2 separate regions of the Sander lucioperca genome follow, and region 2 is linked to region 1. Evidence: chromatin contacts called from public Hi-C data. All regions are on one chromosome and are shown on one strand. The core of a region is the stretch at or near the end of the contact, and the rest is flanking DNA. Distances in the headings are between cores, read along the strand shown.

Region 1 (7,131 bases), core at 1,405-3,904:
GATGCGATTTAACATGTTGAAAATATTTGTTTCTGTAACATCTCTCCTCCTGCCCAATGTTCCACTTTTAAAAGAGAATTATTGCTCGCTAATGTGTGTGGTTTGGGAAATGAAAAGGCTCGGCCGGGTCGTTAGAAGTCAGGGCTGGTTGATCGGACAATCAATACAATCAATTTGGAAGGGATTCATCACGCTGGGTTCACTGGATCTGGATTCGGAATTTGTGATTTTTTAGGAACAATAATTCAATCTTCACAGTGCGGTGAGTTCAATGACCCGCACCGGGCGCACCTTCGCTCCAAAAGTGTGTTTTTACGCGCTATTTATTGCTGGCAGTAAGAGGACTTTTCAACTTGGAAATTACTACTAATAGGTCTGCTGCATTTTTCCCACACTAGTAATTTTATTATTCCCTGTTCTGAGTGGTTGCGGCTTTTGTGCTGCAGTGCGCGTTGATCCGGGCGCGTATACGTGACTGCTCACTTGTTTGCTTCAGTGAGGTCGTTCCTTTTTTTTTTTTTTTTTTAAACGGCATGGATGTGATTAAGACCAGGCGGGCGCACAAGCAGAGAAATAAAGGAGGGAACAAAATTGAGTAAAATATTTCTTCGACTATAAAAGATTAGAAGTGGTGAGTCCAACTAACAAAATGAAGTCAATCTCATCCACGGTTTTCATTGTCTGCGCCCGTCACTCGAATACAAACTTTAACTTTTTGAATAAAAAAGAAATAAAAACGAATTAAATTGCACTCATCATGTCTACAGTATAAATAATCTGACGAGGGACAACACAAAAATACAGAGAAAACAAAGGTGTGGAAGTTTTTGCCAAAAATGATTAAAAAAAATTAAAATAAAAAACCTTAAGTTCTGTTTAAAGTATAATCCTTTCTTCCTATGGGACACGGTAGAACGTCGAAAATGTAAATGAAAAGTAAATGTTGTATCCGGTACTACCGACGCAGCAGCAACGGGACCTGGTGCTTTGGGGAAGCCGATTTTCGCTCACTGTGCTCGGCCATGAAGCTGGGAGGCCCCCGGGACTTCCTCCGGCTGGGCGCAGCTTATTTAGGGGGAGGATGTAAATTATAGTGGCTCCCTAGTTAACAGGTGTTTCCCAACTGTGTGTAGGCCTGTGTGTGTGTGTGTGTGTGTGTGTGTGTGTGTGTGTGTGTGTGTGTGTGTGTGCACGTGCACGACCATGCTGCAGCGAGTCGCCTTTCTTTTTTAATTCAAGCCGTCTGTTTCTCTTTGAGAGAAATTGAGAATAATTTGTTGCGCATTTGAGGACTGGCATTCACACACGCTTATAGGGTAGGATTTTCCCTTTTCTCTAGTTTTGTTCTTTTTCACAATGTTTTGGTAATTTGGTTTTAATTGCTACGATCACATTTGGTTGAATAAAAATAGACGTTCAAAACCCGAGATTAAAACGCAATTTCGATTATGAAGATGAATGATTATTACAGTACGGCAGTTGTAGCCACATGTACTCATCATCATGAGATACAGTCGACTAACCACTGCTGACTTCAGAACTAAAACTCAACTTTGAAATAAATATAATCAGTGCAGGCCTGCTCACTAACGTTCATTATTGATGATCTAGCTGGTGATAGGGAAAGATCTCGGGAGCTCTGCAGCAAAAATAAAGTTATATATTTTTAACTCTTGTATTGGGAGGTTTGAGTATAATTCAATTATCTAAATCATTAATTCTGAAAGGACATAACCCACCTTCATCAAACGCAATGACACAAGTAGAGCTGTACAGAGTTTGAATATTGGTTGCAGTGTGTAGCCGTGCACTACTTGTAATGTGCTAATGTATGGTGAAGGTGATGTATGCGTAATGGCACTGACACACGCATTATACTGAACTATTCAAGTTCTTTTTTTCTAGAAACCACTTTCTTGTTTGGGAACCTCGGATATGTACGCACACGCGTGCACACACACACCTAGGGAGACATTAACAGATATAAACGTAGACGCACTCGCGCGCACACGCGTGGAAGTCCGTGTCCAAACGGAGACAGACCGTGCCGTGACTTTTCTATTTATTTTTCTATTTTACGCGTGGAAACGCCACCGCGCACAGCGACCAAAGCGCACAATCCTCGAGAAAGTTTATTGAAACGACTCAATATCTGCTTCCAAAACACAAAGAAGCGGCGGAACTCGAAAAAGGCGTGGAAACACAAACTGTATGAGCTTCAAACCGATCAACAACAACAACAAAAAAGACAGTCAGTGTTACTCACCTCGCCGTGGTAGAATCCTCTTTTTCTGCAGACGACTCCTCGGTTTCCGGCTTCTTCTTCTTTCTTTTTTTTTATCCTCACAACAAACCGAAAACTTTTCTGCGGAGCGGCAATATCAGTAGCAGAAGCCCTTCAGGCTCTTGCGCAGCAGCACCGGAGATAACGGGAGGCGCTTTGTGGAAGCAAAAGTAGTTAACACCTCCCTGTTAGGTTACCAAAGCGCAGCCAGAGAGCAGGGCAGAGAGAGCGAGGGGGAGAGAGAGAGAGGCTGACTTTCCTTAAACACAGTGTAAAGTGGGTATCAATAGCGCAATTGCGCGTGCAGCCCCTCCGCTGAAACACCGAGAGGGACGATCAGTGAGAGGAAAGAGGAGTGAAGGCGGTGAGGGAGCGCAGGATCGCAGAGACTGTGGCAGGCAGTGGTGGTGTAAGGGGAGGGGGGTGGGGGTCTCACAGTGCTCAACAGCGACGTGTGTGAGGCTGGAGCTGGGCTGCGCGAGGCTGAGCTGGGAGTGTGGGGGTGGATGGGGAGGGAGGGAGGGAGGGGGTGTCCAGGGTCCAGAGCGCTCCGAGGTGCAGTGCTGCCGCGCAGCGCTCGGCTCGTTCAATGACTGACTGGCAGACACACAGACAAAACACGTCTCTGCTTTTTTTCTTGGATAAAAACAATACACTTTAATGTAATGATCATTACTTCTTAATCATTTCAACGTGAGTTCTGTTTCCTCTCCGACCATCAAATTGACCACACACTGCTCCAAAACAGCGGTTTTTTTCTTTCTCGTCTTCAGAGAATCTGGATCTCAGTTTCCTCTCCTGCGAGAGATCAGGGAACCGGACAGTGTTCATATCTTACATTTGTGCCAGTCCTTTGCAAGATACAATCTGTAGTGACTATATGTGTGCCATGATAAAGTCAACTTTACCAAAATATGTATTTCTTTCTTCTTCTTCTAGTTCCACAACATTAAGAGTGATTACGAGGAAATTAAAGAATCGGAGTATGGATTTAGTTTTGGGATTTCTAGTGGCCGTGTGCATGCGTGGACACTGTTTCTCAACACCCCCACCCTTCTGCCTCTCCCCTCTGTCTGGTGTTTCGTTCCCCTGGGTGATTTCCACTGCGCTTTGTGCGCAAAGTGAATGAATTATCCCCCTTCTCCCTCTCTCTCTCTCTCTCTCTCTCTCTCTCTCTCTCTCTCTCCTCTCTCGTTGGAGAGACTGCTTGCCATAAAGCCAATGAAGTCCACCTCTTAACAAAAAGAGGTGGACCAGACACTCTTATAAAGTGCGCACTAGAGACTGAAGTTAGTGAGCCCAAGGGAAGTTCACTAAACCGGCAGCTGTGTGGCAAAGCACGGATCAGCCTAAACTTTCAAGACATTTACAAACGAAGAAGCATGTATAGGCTACATTTGATGGGAAAAGTCGAGCCAAATACTCGTGAGCTATTTTATAATTCCCCAAACTTCATCTAAACCTTTTTTTTTGCAACCGGTCTTGGATCATTTTTATTGAAATGACCCCTGGCATCTGTGATTGTTTTTAATCAAGTTATCAATTTTTGTTTTGGTATTCTTGCTCTCTATTCAAATGACTGGAAATGTACACATTATTCCTGACTGTACATACTCTTTCCTGACAACTCCTTGTATGCACCTACTCTTTCGTCTTAAATCATCTGACCACCAGTGTAACAAACTGTCAGACTTAATCATGGGGAAAACAACTAGGCAAAGGTCATTTATGGTACAAACATAAGTTTTACTCCCAACTATTAGCCGTGGAATATTACACCTGCAATATTTCAGATTTTTTAGGGGAAATTGTAATATGTAATTTGAGCATAAAGTGTGTATGCATGTGTGTGTCAGACTGAGGGAGAGTGAGAGAGACTGGGAGAAGAGAAGCCTCCTGTCCAGCTGTCTTCTTCTCCACTACACCCCCCTGCTGGTCACATATGGAACTGACCAATACTCAGCTTCACACTTAACTTTTTATTTCTGTGGTAACTCACTTTGGGTCAATAACTGTAAGCAACTGACTAGTGCTCTAAGTGGCACAAATACATTTGCATGGTTTGAATCTAACAGGGCAGTGAAAGGGGAAACTGTGATGTAAAATAAGTTCTTACAATGAAGCAAATATGGATTATGATAAACAAATTACCTTGTATTCCTTGGGTCACACACACAAAACAATGTGAGGTAAAAAGGAATCATCAGGTGCATGGGTTAAAATGTCTGTACTGTCTTACTGTATTGGACAGGGCACTTAGTGGGCATTTTATTTTTGGATTCACATGACAATTCATGAAATACTGGGCTACTGCAATAATAGTATGACAGATTGTAGATAAATTGCTCTGTAGACCGGAAGTGCCAAAAAAGGCTGATTCTATCTAATTTCTCCCCAAATTTGATGTCTCCCACCTACAGTCCATCATACAAGATGTGTGATGGTTTTCAAATGGAATTTTGATCTGGTTCCACGTTATACCAATGTTTTAGGTAACAATAGCGTGGGAAAAGTGAAGAGGTTTGTGTGTGTGTGTGGTCTTCATACACATGAGGGGCAGTAGCAGCAGTGCCATTAGTGCTGTGTTGTCTTGCTAATAGGCTCAGTTTGGAGTCAATGGGCTGCCTGAGGAAGAGGACCATCCATGTATTAGATCCCTCTCTATTCAAAGTCTAATGCCACTCTTCAGTCCCACCCTCTGATGTTTTTAAATGCTGCCTCTGTGTGTATTGACTAGGAAGCACTTTGATAGCACCTGTTGCACTGCTGAGGCATCTGCATGGCTGCCCCCCCCCCCCCCCCACTCTCGAGCAAAGGCATTCCCCATGCAGATATCAGAGGCACAAGGGATACTATGGATTTGCTTAAAGGTGTGTAAGACATATGGGGTTTTAGTGGCAGATTTAACCTAACTAGCAATGCAGATAGGTTAGTTATAGTTGCCTAGGTTTTTAGATATCTGTCTCTGCCTCCACACCAATGCACACATGGAGGTGAATGGGATTTTGTTTGTGCTCACAGCTTTGAAAGGATATATTCCAAAGGTTCTACAGACCCAACTCTTTCCAGAATCAGGGTCTTAAGGCCGTTACAGACCAACCAGACGGTCGACCGTTGGCAGAAAAGGCAGTTGGACTGATCAGTCTCCCCGAGTTGGTCAAAAAAATGCCTCAGAACACACCAAAGCGACGAGACGTAATACGTGTCCATAACAGCAGGCGGCGCTAATCTATATTGTCGCCCAAAAAATGAAAACTGGCAGCTGATTGGACGAACGCGTCACGTGGGTCTGGCTGCTGATTCCGGATTTTGGATTTTTCAACTGGCCATTAATGGCGACTCATTCAGAATACGATCTCATATTGTACTAAAATAGTTCACTGAAACGTGTTTCTGAAAACATTTTAAGCGAGAAATAGGCCGTGCAGTTGCTGAATCTGTCTTCATTCCAGATCGACAAAGGTCAGTTTAAAAGATCTTCGTCAGATTTTGAGAGGCTTAGTCACGCTCATCCCACTTGCCATTTCCGGGTGAGTCCCAACTGCCCTGTCTCCGACTGAGCATGTCAGGTTGGCAAAAATGAAGGCCGATAACTCCTCCAACGGACGACGGCACGGAACACACCGAACAGACTTGAGTCACTGACCTCGCCAGACTGTCCAACGGCCGATTATCGGCCCGGTGTGTAGCTTCCTTTAGGGTACTCTACTTGAATGAGGCCAGTCCAGTGACGCAGTGGAGGCGCCAACGCAGCGGGTTCTGGCAAAAAAAAATGTTGAAAATGTGGCTGAACCGAAACACCACACAAATATATGTACTGTAAAATAGTTGCCACATTAATAACTTTCCAGAGTCGTAAAATCCAGCCTTACAGTATTACAAATGGCTGGCAACATCTGGGTATTTCATACGCTTTCAAAGTCATGTATCTATTACTCAAACTGGAGACAGTGGAGGGTGCAGACATGCACCTCCACAATTTAGAGTTTAAAAAGCTGAATGAAAGTATATATTTGGTTGGTATAACGATGAGAATATCTTGTATTTGTCCACAAAAGCTCAGATCAAGGTTGGATGGATTATAATAGCAAGATACTGGGCGTTCAGACTGAAAAACAGCACTGTTGGTGGGAGTGTGTTGTGCCAGGTACCTACCGGCGAAACAACAAAATATGATCCAGGAAGTCCGATTGGAGTAATAGATCGATGAGTGTGAAGACCCATCAGACACAAAAACAATGCACAGGGGATTATATTATGAGGAAGGGTTTTACCTCATGACATTTAACTCTCTGGAAAGGTATTACTGCTGCAATCATTTTGCAACAGTAGAAATCCGGTGTTTACATGTAACCTACCAGGAATGTGTGCTTGCAAGTATTTGTTCAGTTAACACACTGGTCCCATTCAAATGAAAGGGCTGCCAATTTCCATGCAGTGCTGTTATCTATCTGAACACGGCCTCTGATATATTATCAATATAAAATGTATCTTTTTTTGTTATTATGAGTATCAATAAATACATTAACATGTTAAGTACTTGTATGCACCCAGATGCAAGAAATGGCTGAAAACTCATCTTCTCCCGCAACCACACCTTCCCTTGCTGATGACATGACATTAGTGTACAACATTGCGTGTCAGCAGACACAGGTTAACATCAGGGCTCGTTCTGGTTTTCAGAAGATTTTTCTTAGCATCCATCTGAACTGAGTCATGTCCTTGTGTTATGAAACCCCTGACATCTCCTCTGAAATGACGGAGTGATAATAAGAAGTCAAGCTGACAGCAGAGGGCCGGGGCTGCCCTCTCACTGCCTGCTTTCACCTCTGCTTGGCCGGGTTTAT
Region 2 (7,131 bases), core at 1,863-4,362, 170 kb after region 1:
AGGTTGCTGCACCAAGCATTTCTGAGTGAGAATATTACTGCAATTTGAACTTTATTTCACTGCATGGAAGCCATCTTTCATTTCGGAGATTCCCAATAAGTCAACTTACTCACTGGCCTGTTAATCAAGAGGCTGAGATGCTTTCAAAATTAATTTTCATCTGATTTTGGAACCACTCTTCAGCCACTGTATTTCCATAAACCTGAAGACAAGCACACCTATTTACTTAAAGGTGCTATAGGTAGGATTGTGAAGATCCAGGACTTAGCACAACAAATTTGAAAATCGACAACTTCTCAGTCCCTCCCCCCTTTCTGCTAAAGCCTAAAGTGGTCTCCTAAGCCCTTCCCCCACAAGGGAGAAATAATGCGTGTGCATGAGCAGTGATTGACACGCAGTTAGACACCCCCCCTGGCCCTGATTGGTGCATCTGAACAGGGAGCGGTGGATTTTTGCAAACCGCACTACAGGCTGTAGGTGGTGCCAGAGGAGCCAGATTTTTTTTTTAAAGTACCTGCTTCATGTAGTTCTACTGGAACATAGGGTCAGTTTCAGCAAATATGACAGAAAGTTAGTTTTATACGTCTTACCTACTGTATCTTTAATGAAGCAAAAGTCATCACATACTACTAGTCCCACATTGCCAAACCTATCTCCACAGCGCTACATTACTACTGAAAAGTTTAACTCACTACAGTGTTGCCAGGGGTGTTTAACACCTTTCCTACTGCAGTGTAGTGTAGTGTAGTGTAGTGACACTCAATACTTTGGTTTTCCAAGGAAGCCATTGAAACGGTTTGAAATAATGTATGTGGCAAATCCAAAGCATTTAGAATCATTCAAAAATAATAGGTTGACACACTTTTCTATGAGCATTCTACTTTATTGAAGGCACATCAGTTAAAAAAAGAACAATATTTGTTCTGGACATATACATTCATTGTCAATCACTTTTTCCTTGAACTAAATCAACTGTGTATCACATATTAGGGCTGGGTGTTCTACAATTTATGGACCCAAAAAAAAGGCATTTGCTTATTAAGGCAACAATTGAGTTGTTTTTTTGTTTTTTTTATTATTCCTTTTTGAAAAGTATTCATTTTTGACAGTCGCCTTTATTGTAAGTGCCCTTGTGATCTAATATTAATGACAAATTGTAAGATTAAAACTATAAATACATTGTAAATGTAATATATAGAAGATATAAATTATCCAATACAGTCTCAGATTTAGAATCACTACTACTAATGTACAATGCATCACATTTCACAGCAATATTAAATATTTAAATTATCCTAAAGAATTTATTTTCCAGTGTATAGCAATTGTTTGTATAGTTATTTTTTACATATGGTATATGACTGTTGCAAAACATTGGAGTTGGCAGGGTTAGGCCACACACTTTGAAGTATATGAATTACAGTGTTTCATATGGCTGGTTTTCTAGACATAGATTAGTACACCTAGACCACATCTGTGGAACCTTGCCATTATGTGCACTGGGACAGAAAAACATTGAGATCTTGTACTAGTTCTGCTCAAATTCCAGCAGTCTTGCAAAAAAAATGTCAGCCTCGTTTTCTAACCGATTTTTCAGACCACTGAGAAAAACCAAAGTTTGTCGGATTTTCTTCGCAAGACAGCTTAACAGAGGGTTGGCAAAATCGTGTGAGCTTCTCTCCGAGTTTCACTGATTCGGAACCCTCTGTCTCTTCTTTGTCTCGTTTCCTTCCAAGTCCTTCATGCAAGCAACCAGGAAACTGCGGCACTTCAGAGCATACTGCTCAGGAAAGTCCCGGAAATGACCAACGTGGGGACTGGAAACAAAATCAAAGCTGTCCACCGGGACGCCTTTCTGCTTCAGGGTCTCCACAAAGACCTTGATGTCTGTGTGTCTGATCACCTGGTCAGCTCGGGAGTACAGGTAGAAATGAGGCCAGGCGGGCGGACGCTCCTGCACGGCGTCATAGTGGTTCTTGTGGATGTACTTGGTCAAGGGGTACAGCACGACTCGCAACAGGAAAACAGTCACTGCGAAAAGCGCTAAGAGGACGTACCTTAAAACAGGAGTTATTTTGGGCCCCAGGGTGGCCGTCAGTGCACGCAGGGCCCCGCGGACATTCCCACTACCTGGGGCACTGTCCACTAAGGCCCCAATCACACACAAGGAACTGAACTGTTTATCATTGTGCAACAAATCTGCAATGTAACGGTACAGCATGAAGCCACCGTTACTGAATATGTGAAAGAAAATAGGACTGTTCTCCACCTCATAGTCATAGAGGATCTCCAGCAACTTGAGGGCCGTACTGCTCAGCTCCTTGTAGCCAAACGACTCTGAGATAAAGACTGTCTTCAAGGGAGCTGTGTAGCGGATGGTGACACATCCCTAAAAGTGAGGAAAGAAGAATAAAGAAAGAAATAAAATGAGTTTGTGATGTTAATGCTTCTAAAATGCCATCGTGCTGCTAAATTGATCGTATAAATTAGCAGAATGCCTTGTGAGATGATCGTATTTAGTTTTCACCTGTTCATTGTAGATGGAGCTGTATTTGGAGAGGTGTTTGTCTTTGCAACCAGCCCAGCCCAACAGAATCACAACTGGCTCCTTTGTCCCCTGCCAGTGTCTCTCTGAAAAAAAGACAGACGATAAAAAAGCACGCTACCAAAAGCTGTCACAGCAAGCTAAGCTAAAACGAAGCTAGCGAGCTAAGCTTACACAGCCGGCAGAATTACATTTTTTACGGCTTCTTTGTAAGATAAATGTTAGCATGTACGCTACGCTAACTGAGGTATTGACATGCAGTACAATGAAATGATTCTCACCCGATGTCCCCGCATCTGGAAACACGATATTGTAGTCTATTTCATCGTCTGCCATTTCTGTATGCGAGAGTATCAACTGTTGTTCTCCAACGTTAACGTTCGGTTCATTTGGCTGTTGAAAAAAGGGTTATAGAGAAGCTACAGAGCGCTTAAATTAGCAATGCCAGATTGTAACAAATACGTTACACACTGCAGACAGGTCGATGGGCTGTCAGGTCACTGCACTATTACGGTCCCGCTTCTTCTTCTTATGTGGTTGAACAGCGGATAGCATCCAGCTAATGCTGCAGTACCGCCCCCCTCTGTATAATAGTGTTATGTCGGACAAATTGGTGAACTTCTGCATAATACTCCACAAAACTATATATAAAATTATATATGCAAAAAATAAAATAATCTGGCAATGCGAAACTAGCACATCACCAACTCAAACATGTTTAAGAAAACATATGAAAGGACTCCAAAATTACTAAAACCTATCCCACACAATATGTTATCTTCTCCAATGACATATTTCTCGCCATTTATTTCAACCAACTACACATAGTTTATGGTTTATTTTCTTCCGTTGTAAAGCAATAAGACATCATTGCTGTAAGATGCACGTCTAAATGTATATTCCTTTCTTTTCAATCGAATGACATGGCTGGTGATAATTTGTTTTTTTTCTATCATACAATTCATATCTTTCCAAATGTCAATGTGTTCACATTCCTACATAGAGTGGAGTAACTATCTTATTGCATTTCACGTCAGGAATATTTCATTGTATTTGAGCAAAGTAACTGGGGTTACACAATGCACAGGAACCCCTTGTATTGCTATAGTTTTAATCAACTATTCACCATTTGGATTTGAGCTTTCTTGTATACCTCTATCCAGTCACTCAAATGAAATATCCTTTAAATCCTTTCTCCACGCTTGTAATCTGGAGTCTGAGATCAGTGTACCATACAACAATGAAGTTAAACCTCTAATAGGATTTCTTTTGAACTCAAATAAATACAATTTGTGATTGTGGTACTGTTGGTGTTTTACTCCTGATTTATTAACTATATACTTTTTTACTGTAACCTATTCAGCCTGAACACACAGCAATTCTACAGAATTATTTGCAGTTAGTAGTACTGTACCTTGGACCGTTCATTCACACTGTGTGTACGGAGTTATATTTTTTTTATTGTACTGGCTACATAAAGGGATTTTATTTCAGACCAGTTTACTCTATATCATCCCTCCAGATATAGTACCAGTCAAAGGTGAAAGTGTGTCCAAACGTTTGAATGGTACTGTAAACCTGGACGACAGAATAAAGATAAAAGAAACATTGTTAAAGAGCATTAGTTTATTTTCCACAGGTAACTTCAGAAACCGTTAATGATACAAAATCTGAAATGTGGTATAAATGCATATCAATCATCATCTCACTTTGGCGGTTTCCATAGAAACCATTGAGATACTAGCTGACTAAATTAAAACAGGTGCCTCTCCATTGTATATATTGCTGGTTTTACAATCACAAATTCCATTTTTTATCTTTTTTTCAATAGTATTAACATACAGTATGTTTAGTTAAGTCTGCTAAAGAAATACAAATAATATGGGAGCATAAGAAACGGACCAAAATGGATGAAAAATGTGACATTTTATCCCCCTATTCTTAAAAATCAACAGAAATCCAGAAACTAGCTGCTAGCATGGCTAAAATAATCTAATTGTGAACCTGCACATGTACAGTATACGCTATAATGCTGTGTGCAAGTGTGCACACTACACTCTCCGTCCCCATACTATCTCCATCTTCTGCACATGGGCCTTGGATGATTTGGAGAAGGTGCTTTTAACCACATTGAGAGGCGCTGTCTTGCGGCTGAGGTAAACCTTATTGACACATGTAGGAAGCCACAACTGCTTCTCTTCCTTCTGCTGCTCCTTCTCTCCAGCTCCCACTCCTTCCTTCTTGATGATTGTACATGAGTGGGCAAAAATGTATCCCGTCATAAAGGCATCAAACCCGGCCCGGTGCGTTCCTGGGTCAGCTTTCTTCGCCTGATCGCCATTCTTGGGTGTGGGGTCACTAAACCTTTCTCCAACTGCATCTTCTGTTCTGCCTTCTACACCATCGCTTGTGCTGGTTTTTGTGTCTGTGTCGTCATCATTTGTGGACGTTGGTGCAAGGTTTCGGAAGTCTGTGTTGTCTTCACACACTCTGTTCCCCTCGCTGCCTGTGTTCATGGCCTCTCCTTCTTTCGGTTGGGTGTTCCCGTCACTGTCCGTTAGAGGCCTTCTTTCTGGGGTCCGCTCAGCCCCTTGCTGGTCCTCTGGCGTTTCTTCGGGATCCACCTCCATGTGGGGTATTTTGCTTTCGGGGGCACCGTCAAAGATGGAAGAGCCCTCCGCTGCTTTGCCTCCACCTTTCTTCTTCTCTCTATGTCTCTTCCTCTTTTTTCTCTTTTCCCCCGTGCCTTTCTCGTCCTGGAGGATGATCAGGTCAGTGTCATGGGATAACGGACACTGGTTGCCATTCGTACACCAGCCGAACCCCTGTCAGACAAACACGTACAAACCGAAAGACAGGGTAGTTAAAAACGTTGACACAAATACATACCGTCTACTTGGCTCGTAGGTTGTAACTGACACACAGAAAGAACACACACAGAGGGAGAGGGGAAGGGAATTTAGTTTGAAACTTGAAAAACTTAATTTGTTTCATTTCACTTTAGCTTGAGAATTTCGGTAAAACTGAAATTTTCCTCTGGTTACAAAAAGGTTAAAACTTACAGAGAAGTGCTCGCAGATTTCAGTCTGTCCCGCAGCAGAGGCCACAGCTGGACACACTCTGTAGTCCACATAGCTGGACATGTGACCGGGATACTGACAGAACTCTACATGAAAGTGAGGCCCGCTCCCTCCAGAGGTCACACTGCGACTGTTATCCAGCTTACTGAAAGGAGGAGATAAAAGAGGGGACGGAGAGGGGCATTATGAATGATTAAAACAGACACTTTAAAACACCGGCACAACTCCCTTTTTACGGTAATGATACTAGCACAATAATGCACTCTGAGGTTTCTTGATATTGGAAAAAAAAAATGGACACAGCGGAGGAAACACCTTTCTTCTCTGCTTTTCACTTCAACCACACCTGTGCATTATGGTTGATGTAGATACAATTCAATTTAATTCAATTCAAAACACTTAACTTGTCCCTCCAGGGCAATTCTGACGCACACACGCACACAAATTCACATATTTAGCGCTAGGAAATGTATATAGCGCAAACACTGGTATTTTATATATACACTTTATTATATACTTTTGTGTTTCTACTGTGTCGATAGTTTACTATAAACCAATACTCACCATTTCTTATAGGCATACTCCAAATAGGAGGCAGTGAGCCGGAGCTCAAACTCAGTGACATATTTGGTGTCATAGATGCCAGCAGGAAACATCTCAGACAGGTCGGATGTGAAGTTGGCCAAGCGGTCAGGCAGATGTGCATAAAAACTCTGGTAAGAAAACACAGTCATTAATAAGTGCAGTGTGCTGTGAGAAAGGCATGGGCTTTACAAGCCAATACAAATCAAGAATTATATTATGAGGATTTTTGACACGGTGTGCACTCTCTTGTTTTTACCACAGCTAATGGTAACCCATGACAAAGACCATTTTAATCTGTAATGTTGATGTTGATTATTAATTTGCTAAATATCAAGATACCAACTTGGTCTGCAACTACAATTGATTTAATCCGTGAAAATATGTTTCTTAATTGTTATTTAAGAAAATATTGAAAAATGTCCATTACATTTTCCTCCGGACCTTGGTGGCACCAACAGTCCAAAACCCAAAGATATTCAGTTTATAAATGATATAAACTGGAGAAGCTGGAACCAGAGAACCTTTGGTGTGTTTGCTTGAATAAAATACTTGACAATACTCAAACAATATATCAATTATCAAAATAGTTGTTGATTAATTTCAATTACCTAATAGAGTAATCGACTTTGCAGTTCTAATACCAACGGCTAAGTAAGATGATGTAACAAGTGCAAAACATTTTGCTGTATGTTGAGAACAACAATTTATACAAAATTACAGATTTTAATTATCCAGTCAGTATTTCGTTACCTAATATTTGTAAAAACTGTGGTACTTTCTTTTTGTAAGGAAACACAAGTGAAATTAACATAAAAAAGACAAAAGGAATGAAAGTGAACAGCAACCACAATAACTTGATGGTACCTGGTAAAGGAAGACCATGTCGATGAGGCCGTTGTGGAGCACCAGAGGTTTCCTGGC

The links. A called contact is a pair of places that touch in the nucleus more often than the background predicts.
Region 2: a contact with region 1 is called in a Hi-C map of muscle, with 3 times the contacts expected there. The contact joins the promoter of tmem53 here to the promoter of rnf220a in region 1. A contact is called at or near these places in 2 of 2 Hi-C or Micro-C datasets (liver and muscle).

Annotation. Positions count from the first base shown.
Region 1 is chr9:41,809,116-41,816,246 of SLUC_FBN_1.2, forward strand. rnf220a (E3 ubiquitin-protein ligase RNF220a) reads right to left here and starts at 2,655. Exons shown (of 18, transcript XM_031311159.2): 1 at 2,267-2,655.
Region 2 is chr9:41,975,541-41,982,671 of SLUC_FBN_1.2, forward strand. tmem53 (transmembrane protein 53) reads right to left here and starts at 3,113. Exons shown (of 4, transcript XM_031311184.2): 1 at 3,015-3,113; 2 at 2,827-2,938; 3 at 2,528-2,631; 4 at 1,031-2,389. The coding sequence starts at 2,881. The coding sequence ends at 1,688. si:ch73-382f3.1 (52 kDa repressor of the inhibitor of the protein kinase) reads left to right here and starts at 3,933. Exons shown (of 5, transcript XM_031311176.2): 1 at 3,933-3,943. toe1 (target of EGR1 protein 1) reads right to left here. Exons shown (of 8, transcript XM_031311174.2): 5 at 7,075-7,131; 6 at 6,190-6,338; 7 at 5,608-5,770; 8 at 4,157-5,370. The coding sequence ends at 4,597.